Linked DNA regions of Oryctolagus cuniculus: region 1 is linked to region 2. Evidence: chromatin contacts called from public Hi-C data. All regions are on one chromosome and are shown on one strand. The core of a region is the stretch at or near the end of the contact, and the rest is flanking DNA. Distances in the headings are between cores, read along the strand shown. Region 1 has its middle 180 kb from the start of IQCJ. Region 2 overlaps SCHIP1 (schwannomin interacting protein 1).

Region 1 (3,623 bases), core at 298-2,797, 650 kb after region 2:
AGTTCCTAACAACACTTTATTTAATGGAATAAAATAATTTAAACAAATGAATCTTACTATCTCTGAAAGAATTTTAGAATGTTTTCAAACATTGGTGGGAAATTGTCTACAACATTATTTTTAGAGGTTTTCAGCTCTGAATAAAGTAACAAAATTTTAGCTATACTAGATTTATTATATTCATTTAAGAGGTAGAGAGAGTCAGAGACCTCTGATTCACTGGGTCACTCCTCGAATGCCCACAACAGCCAGGCTGGAACCAAAAGCCCAGAACTCTATCCAGGTTCCCCATGTGAGTGTCAGGGACTCAAACCCTTGAGCCATCACCCGTTGCTTCCCAGAGCATACATCTGCAGGTAGCTATAATCAGAAGCAGAGCCAAGATCAAAATTCAGGAACTTTCATTCTGAATTTGGGCAAACCAAGCAACATTATAACCTCTGTACCAAACGCCCACCCCAAAGCTGTATTATAATTATTCTATACAACTACCTGATAGATATGACATATGGGTATTACTTTAGACTATGTAATGAGCACTACCACGTGATGTATTTAGTGAGTTACATTTAGTCACATGTTGTAATGTAGGATTTTTTTTAAAAAAAGGATTTTCAGCTGTCATTGATATTCTTTTAAGCTAATAGTTAAATCATCTCATTCCTTTACAAGACAAATAAATAATCTTTATAGCCAAAATGAAGCTGACTTGGAATGAGTCTAATCATCACTATTAATGTATTCTCTCTTTTAATTAAAACCAAAATAGTCCAAACAACAGAAACCTTCTCTAAAAAGCATAGTAGTCTGTTAGGTTTTAAGAGAGAATTATAAGTATGAGGAAGAGAAAACAGTTTTTCACACAATCAGTGTTACTGGGCAAATTCTATAAAGTAATAGTGATTTTGACTTGAGACCAGGAAAAATTTACTTCAGTACCTCCTCAAACTATATCTATGCAATGCTAAAGCATCCAAACAAAAATAAAGGAAAAAAAATGATTACCTGGATGTCTTAGTCATGTTAGTTTTCTAAGCAAAACGGATTTCTTTTTTTTCCTAGTTTCTACAACTTGGTGTTTTCTACAGTTTAACAATGACAAAGTCCCTTCTCGAACATAAATCTGCTACAGTTTTGACAACCTTTTTTTTTTTTAAAGTCCCCAAGTAATTCTTACTTGAAATCACTAACAATTAATATACTGTAATACACATAATCACCTAAAGACCAAAGTAAATAGAAGATAGTATGATGGTAATCATGATAAAAAGCCAACTTGGTGCTACATGAAGTGGCTGATATTGGGAACTTCCTTCTTTCACTTCCTCAGGTTTCCACGAGGAATTCTTTTCCTAAAGGCCTCCAGCCTGTGATTTCCTTTCCTCACTCACTGACTGAAGAATTAAGCAAAACAATCAAGTATCTGCAGCCCAGGTTCACCCTCCATCTGTTTTTCTGCAGAATCGGCCTCCCTCTACAGAATCCAGTGCAGCCTTGCCCTGGGTTGAGGCCAACGGAGTTCGGTGCCTCCTGTGGCTGCTAAGCTTATCTGATTCCACACTTAGGAAGCAGGTGGCCCAGTGTGGCCACAGTCAGAATTGCACCCATAAATCCAACCTGGATGGGAAATAAAGCTGAGATTTTGATCTCCTTCTGCTTAAATCTCGTCTATAAAAATTAGTTCCTAGTCCAAGAAGAAAAAAGGAGTTACTTACTGACTTCATAAAACTTCATATTCCAAATACTGTTGTTTTGCTGAGTGTAATATATATATATATACAGATATATATATATATACACACACACACATCCTGCAAGCCAGCTAATGTAATAAGGTTTATATGTGAGCTGACTTAATAACATTTCCATCTGCATAATACATTTCTACACTAAAAAAGGGGATGTCATGTGTAAAATTTTAACTGGAAGTTTTATAAAATGCACTGTTCAATTCATATTAATTTTATTATGGAGTCAAAGAAATTGCAGCTCTTAGAATTTTTCTTCAGTAACTACTAACTCTAGAATGGTTTTTCTCAACATATGTTCCATGGATTAATAATACAATAATGTGTGTCATATTGGACTGCCTGGTCAAGGGAGTTTGGGAAATATGAAAACAGTACCTCTTCCTGCAGGCTCAAAATGTGTATTAATTTAAATTTGCTCTAAGGCATTCTGGAATAAATGAATTGGTTTGTTTCATCTCTTTTCCAATTAACATTTATTGACCATCTAAAAACTAATCAGCTGGGTACCATACTCTGGGAAATTCAGCTCTAAGATGTTTCAACAGTCGTATGTTTGTTAATAATACCCAAGACTTCTGTATAGATAATCAACAAACAGTTAATGAGTATCTCCTATAAGTTATCAGTGCTTCTGTTACAACAATTGCAGCCATGGTAGGAAACTATCTTAACTGTTAAAAGCAGAGGTTGTGTGCATTTGGATAATCATTGTATACCCAGTACCTGCAAAAGCTTGGCATACACTAGGCATTCAGATAATTGTTGAACAAATGAATGAATGATGCAAACTTCATCCAGCGATATGAATAACTGCCTCCCACAGAGATTTCTTATTTGTAAAAGGAAAGCCCAACAGAGCCTTACACAAAGGAGCTTTCCAGAAAATGGGGAGGGGGGCAGTAGGGGGTGTTATAATAATGGCTCATCTCCTGTTCCAAAACACCCGATTTCTCCTTACACCTAATGCATCTTTCATGCTTATCCAATGAGGGAAATGATACTGGATGATACTGGACTCTGAGAGGGGTGCACTAGGATCTAAATTAGAGATCCAATGCTTGTCTCTTGTAAACTATAGCACAAGGAGGAAATCTACATGAGCACAAATGTCAAGGCTGGACTTGAAATAAATGGCAAAGAAAACAAGCTCATGCCCAGCAGACTTTATCCAAAGAAAGGTGCATGCCATCCAAGGATTTTGCATCTACACTCACAGGTCAATAAGCCCAGAGACTGCTAAGGAGGATTTATTAGGTTACCAGAGAGGAATGAGCCAGTGATCAATGAGTGGTCAATTTTGCACAAAATTGAATCCAGGCAGTATTGAATGTTAGCAGTCTTCTAAAAAGATCTTTGAAATCCCAAAACCAAAACAACATGCTCATTTTTAAACTTGTACAGAAAAAATAACCTCCAACCATGAAGTGAAAAGGATAATTCAGGAACTGGAATCTCTGTTATCAGCCAATATTCAAGGATGTAAAAGGAAAAAGAGATTGTGGTACAGACACTATTTTTATACAAAAATATATTTATGCACACTTTCATAATGATTACATAATTCCCAAACTTTTGAAAAAGAAAACATGAATATTCTGACTCTGGTTTGAAAACAAAAGCATAAATGCTTCCATGTTAATATCAAGAACAAGAACTCTTCTTTTTCTGGTATATTATTACTATATTCTCTGAACCCAAATCTAAGACAATTGGACTAATGAAGTTTGTGTTCTTTGGTAGAATGGAAGCCACAGTTTGGGTGCTAAAGCAGTAGAACACAGAGAATCTAATTTATAATAGCTGGACACAATGTTATACCTTGCCCCTGACCTGGAAAATCTAGGTTATTAAATTATTAAGAAGCACAGGGTT
Region 2 (3,685 bases), core at 695-3,194:
TGTTTGCTGCTTACAAGATCAGCGACGGGAGACTTTTTCCTGTTCTGCTTTTCCACTTCAACTTGCATTTTGGCCATTGGTTTGGCCATGGCAAGGGCCATTTTGGCTTCAGCTTGCAATTTCTTTTGCCTTGTAAGGAAGTCCATGTCATCCAAGGATTCAGATTCCTCTTCAGTAGTGTCTCTATCAGAATAGGAAGAACTCTGTTTGCTCTGCAAAGGGGAAAAACAGCAGGCTGAGTGTTCCATGCCAGTTAGCATCACTTGGAGAGGGTGACAACGTGCCTGGGGCCCTCTCAGGGGCTGAATTTCCTCCATCACTCCATCTTGAGCTGCTGGATTGGACCCAGATGAATCTCAAGTCACATACAAGAGGTCTACCATGCAATACAATCTAATTTTCACACCAACAGGAGGGGCAGTAAAAATAATAGTGTAATCAAGAGTATACTTAATAAGAAAATATACTACAGGAGATACTTCAAAAAGACCATGAAAAATGTAATAATGGAAAAAAATACGGTGCTTTGGGTACAAAAAATTCTTGAAATTCATACATAGTTTTCCCATAATGCATCTTCCATGGACCTTTGAAGGCCTCTCATGTTTATGACAAGCCTGCGACACTTCTTTAATCCTGGGTCTCAAGTTTCCTAAAGTGACCAGACACAACTAAGTATTCATTGCCAAGTGAAGGCACTGTGTTGGACCTCAGATCTCAGGTATCCAATGACTCACACAGTTTCTACTTGTTGGTCTTTGGTAGGAAAGGTGAGTGATGCAGACATTCCTCATACAGAGGAGAGAATTCTACCAACAAGCACCTATGATAATTCAAGCAACTTTTGTGATACACACGGAAGGAATGAGCTCACATTTCTAAGCCATGGTGGGAATGGGGACTGGTATTCAGCATATTTTCTCCTTGATAATTTTTTTGGAACATATCTGATTTATGGTTTCATAGGAAAGTAATCATTAACTTTAATAAAGCTTATGTATTCTTTTAAGTCACAACTCTGATTTTTCAATCACTGTCCAATCTTAGGAGCATGCAATTTCAAGAGATGCTTCTTTTGTTAACCTCTGCAAGGTTTGTTCCACATTCACAACAGAAAAGCAGCTGAATGGCCAGGAAAGCAACACTGCACACTGGCTGGTGACCATTGGACTCACCATGGGAGACAAGGGGGTGTCCAAGCTGGTTTCAGTCTTGCTGTCGTCAGCATCGCTGTCCTTATCGCTGCCACTGTCGTTGACAAAGCATATCTGCAGGTTCATCCCACTCTGCAGTCTAGGAAGAAACAAACAGAACACACATTCTTCTTTGCTATTTGTTGCTTGGCCATAGCCAAAAGGACTGCTGATGTTTATGAACAGAAAGTAGTTTTATGTGTTCTTCATAAGAAAAGTGAGGGGCCACTATTACCCTCCACTTACAAATGACAATTTTTATTAGAGGGTTTCCTAACGTTAGATTTTTCATGCAACTTCCACGTTAAGTGAAAAACGCTTTAAGACTGGCGTAGTATAGCAACCAGCACAATACCAAACACACAGTTGACCTACAATTCAAGTGTGCTGAGTCACCGAGTGCACAGTCCTGTCAGTCAACATGAATGGACTCCTCAGCCGCAGAAGGCTGCCTGGTGTCACCAAGGGTCCTATCCCAGGGGACAATCCAAAGAATCTCACTAGAGGTGGCATCCCACGGTCATAGCTCTCTGAATACAAATTCCTCCTTTTTTTTTTTTTCTCAAATAGAATAGGGTCCTCTGAAAGAAGGCATTATTTAAGGCACTTGCCAAAAGACAAGTGATGTCACTGAACAATATCACAGGTTCACCCCTGAGGAATGTAAAGAACCCCACACCTGCTGCAGAGCCCTGCGGACTGCCTCCCACACGCAGGGCCTCCGAGGCAGGGAGCTCTGGGGAGCCCATCCCCTTCGTGGCCGTCCCGGAGTGCTGCGCCGCCGGGAGTGCTGCTGCTGGAAGCACAGTCACAAAGGCTCAGCCCTCTGTGTGTCTAACCTGATTTAACACAGGCACGGCAATTGTTACAGGGAGTTACTGCCACCTGTTGTTAGACTCTGTAATGACTGAAAGCTCCAGCTCTGTCCACAGTGAGGAAACAGGGTCCCCAGGGGACCAGCACAAGCAGGGAGAGCCCCACCCAGGGCTGGTGGGAAGCAGGCAACAGGTTTTGCTGTAGTTAGCTCAGGGTGTTAGGAGTCAGCTGGACTCAGCTGGACTCAGCTTCTGCATCCTCACTTCTTTCTCTAAGAACAGTCTGTAAGTTCTATGACCTTCAAGTTTCTTCACCTGTAAGATGGGGTGAATACTGCTCAATTCAATGTTTTGGAAGAAGGACTGAAAGAGTTTGATCAGGGCAGGTGTTTGGTGCAGTGGCTCAGAAGCTACTCGGATGCCCCCATCCAATATGGGAGTGTCTGGGTTTGAATCTTAGTTCCAGTTCTGATTCAAGATCCTTGCTTCTGCCCCCCTAGGGAGGCAGTGGGTGATGGCTCAAGTACTTGGGTCTCTGCCCTCCATGGGGGACATGTGGATGGAGTTCCTGGCTTCTGGCTTAGGCCTGTCCAGCCCCAGCTATTGCGGGTATCTGGAGAGTGATACAGCAAATTAGAGGTTTATCTCTGTTTCTCTCTCAAAATAAATAACAAAAAGGTGTTTTTTTGTTTTGTTTTTTTTTTTTTTTTTTAATAAATAGAACAGAGTTTAGAGCTTGGCATCAGTCAGGGGCTCTGTATGTCAGCTCTCTTCCCTTTTGTACTCACTCAGATCCTAGACAAAGGAAGACTGAATGTTAGAGGTGCTGTGACTTTCTAAAGGGACTGCCAAAGCCACCCACTCTAACACCTCCCACTTCACCAGAGCAACCCCTGATGCCGCATCACCTCTCTGACAGAGGCATCCTTCTACAGAGTCGGGACCTGTTTCCTTAAAACTTTCTTCCACTGAGTTTTTTTCTTTTCTGGAAAAATCTAATATGTTCAGATTACTTTTTGATCCCATCAAATTTTAGCTTGAATGTGTAGTTGGTCTAAGAGAATAAAATCAACACATATTTAATAAAATGCAAGATCTGTATTTTGAAAGATGGGTGGGAAAAAACTACAAATAAAAAAGAGATACAAGAGTTCTTTCAAAAAGTTTGTGGAAAAAGGGAATTAAAAGATTAGTTCACTTTGGTACAAACAAGGTTTGAAATCCAGTTTTTTCATAATATAGGTTTTCCATGAAATTTTTGAAGACCCGTTGTATGCATGGATTTAGTTTGTTAGCACCAAAATAAATTTATCTTTAAAGGCATTACCTATGAACTTTAAACAATATTTTAAAAGATTTTTCTTTATTTCTTTGAAAGGCAGAGTTACCCAGGGGGGTGGGGGGAGAGAGAGAGAGAGAGAGAAAGAAAGAGAGAAAGAGAGAAAGAGAGAGAGGGGGGCCTTCCATCTGCTGGTTCACTTCTCAAATGGCCACAATGGCCAAGGTTGGGCTAGGCTGAAGGCAGGAGCCTGGAGCTTCATCCAGGTCTCTCATGAGTGCAGGGTCCCAAGTACTTGGGCCATCTTGCGTTGCTTTCCCAGGCACATTAGCAGGAGGGTGGATCAGCAGTAGAGCAGCTGGGGTACGAATCAGCACCTGTATGGGATGCTGGCATGG

What was found. A called contact is a pair of places that touch in the nucleus more often than the background predicts.
Region 1: a contact with region 2 is called in a Hi-C map of an unstated tissue, with 2.5 times the contacts expected there. The contact joins two enhancer-like sites. A contact is called at or near these places in 2 of 6 Hi-C or Micro-C datasets (skin fibroblasts and an unstated tissue).

What each region holds. Positions count from the first base shown.
Region 1 is chr4:121,463,539-121,467,161 of mOryCun1.1, forward strand. No RefSeq gene overlaps it. Among named protein-coding and RNA genes, the nearest start is that of IQCJ, 180 kb to the right of the region's middle. Within about 2 kb of position 1,548, at least 1 of the 8 cell types and tissues checked has an H3K27ac peak or open chromatin away from gene starts, as enhancers often do.
Region 2 is chr4:120,814,202-120,817,886 of mOryCun1.1, forward strand. It overlaps SCHIP1 (schwannomin interacting protein 1), which reads right to left. Exons shown (of 9, transcript XM_008266404.4): 5 at 1,176-1,293; 6 at 15-212. Among named protein-coding and RNA genes, the nearest start is that of IL12A, 110 kb to the left of the region's middle. Within about 2 kb of position 1,945, at least 1 of the 8 cell types and tissues checked has an H3K27ac peak or open chromatin away from gene starts, as enhancers often do.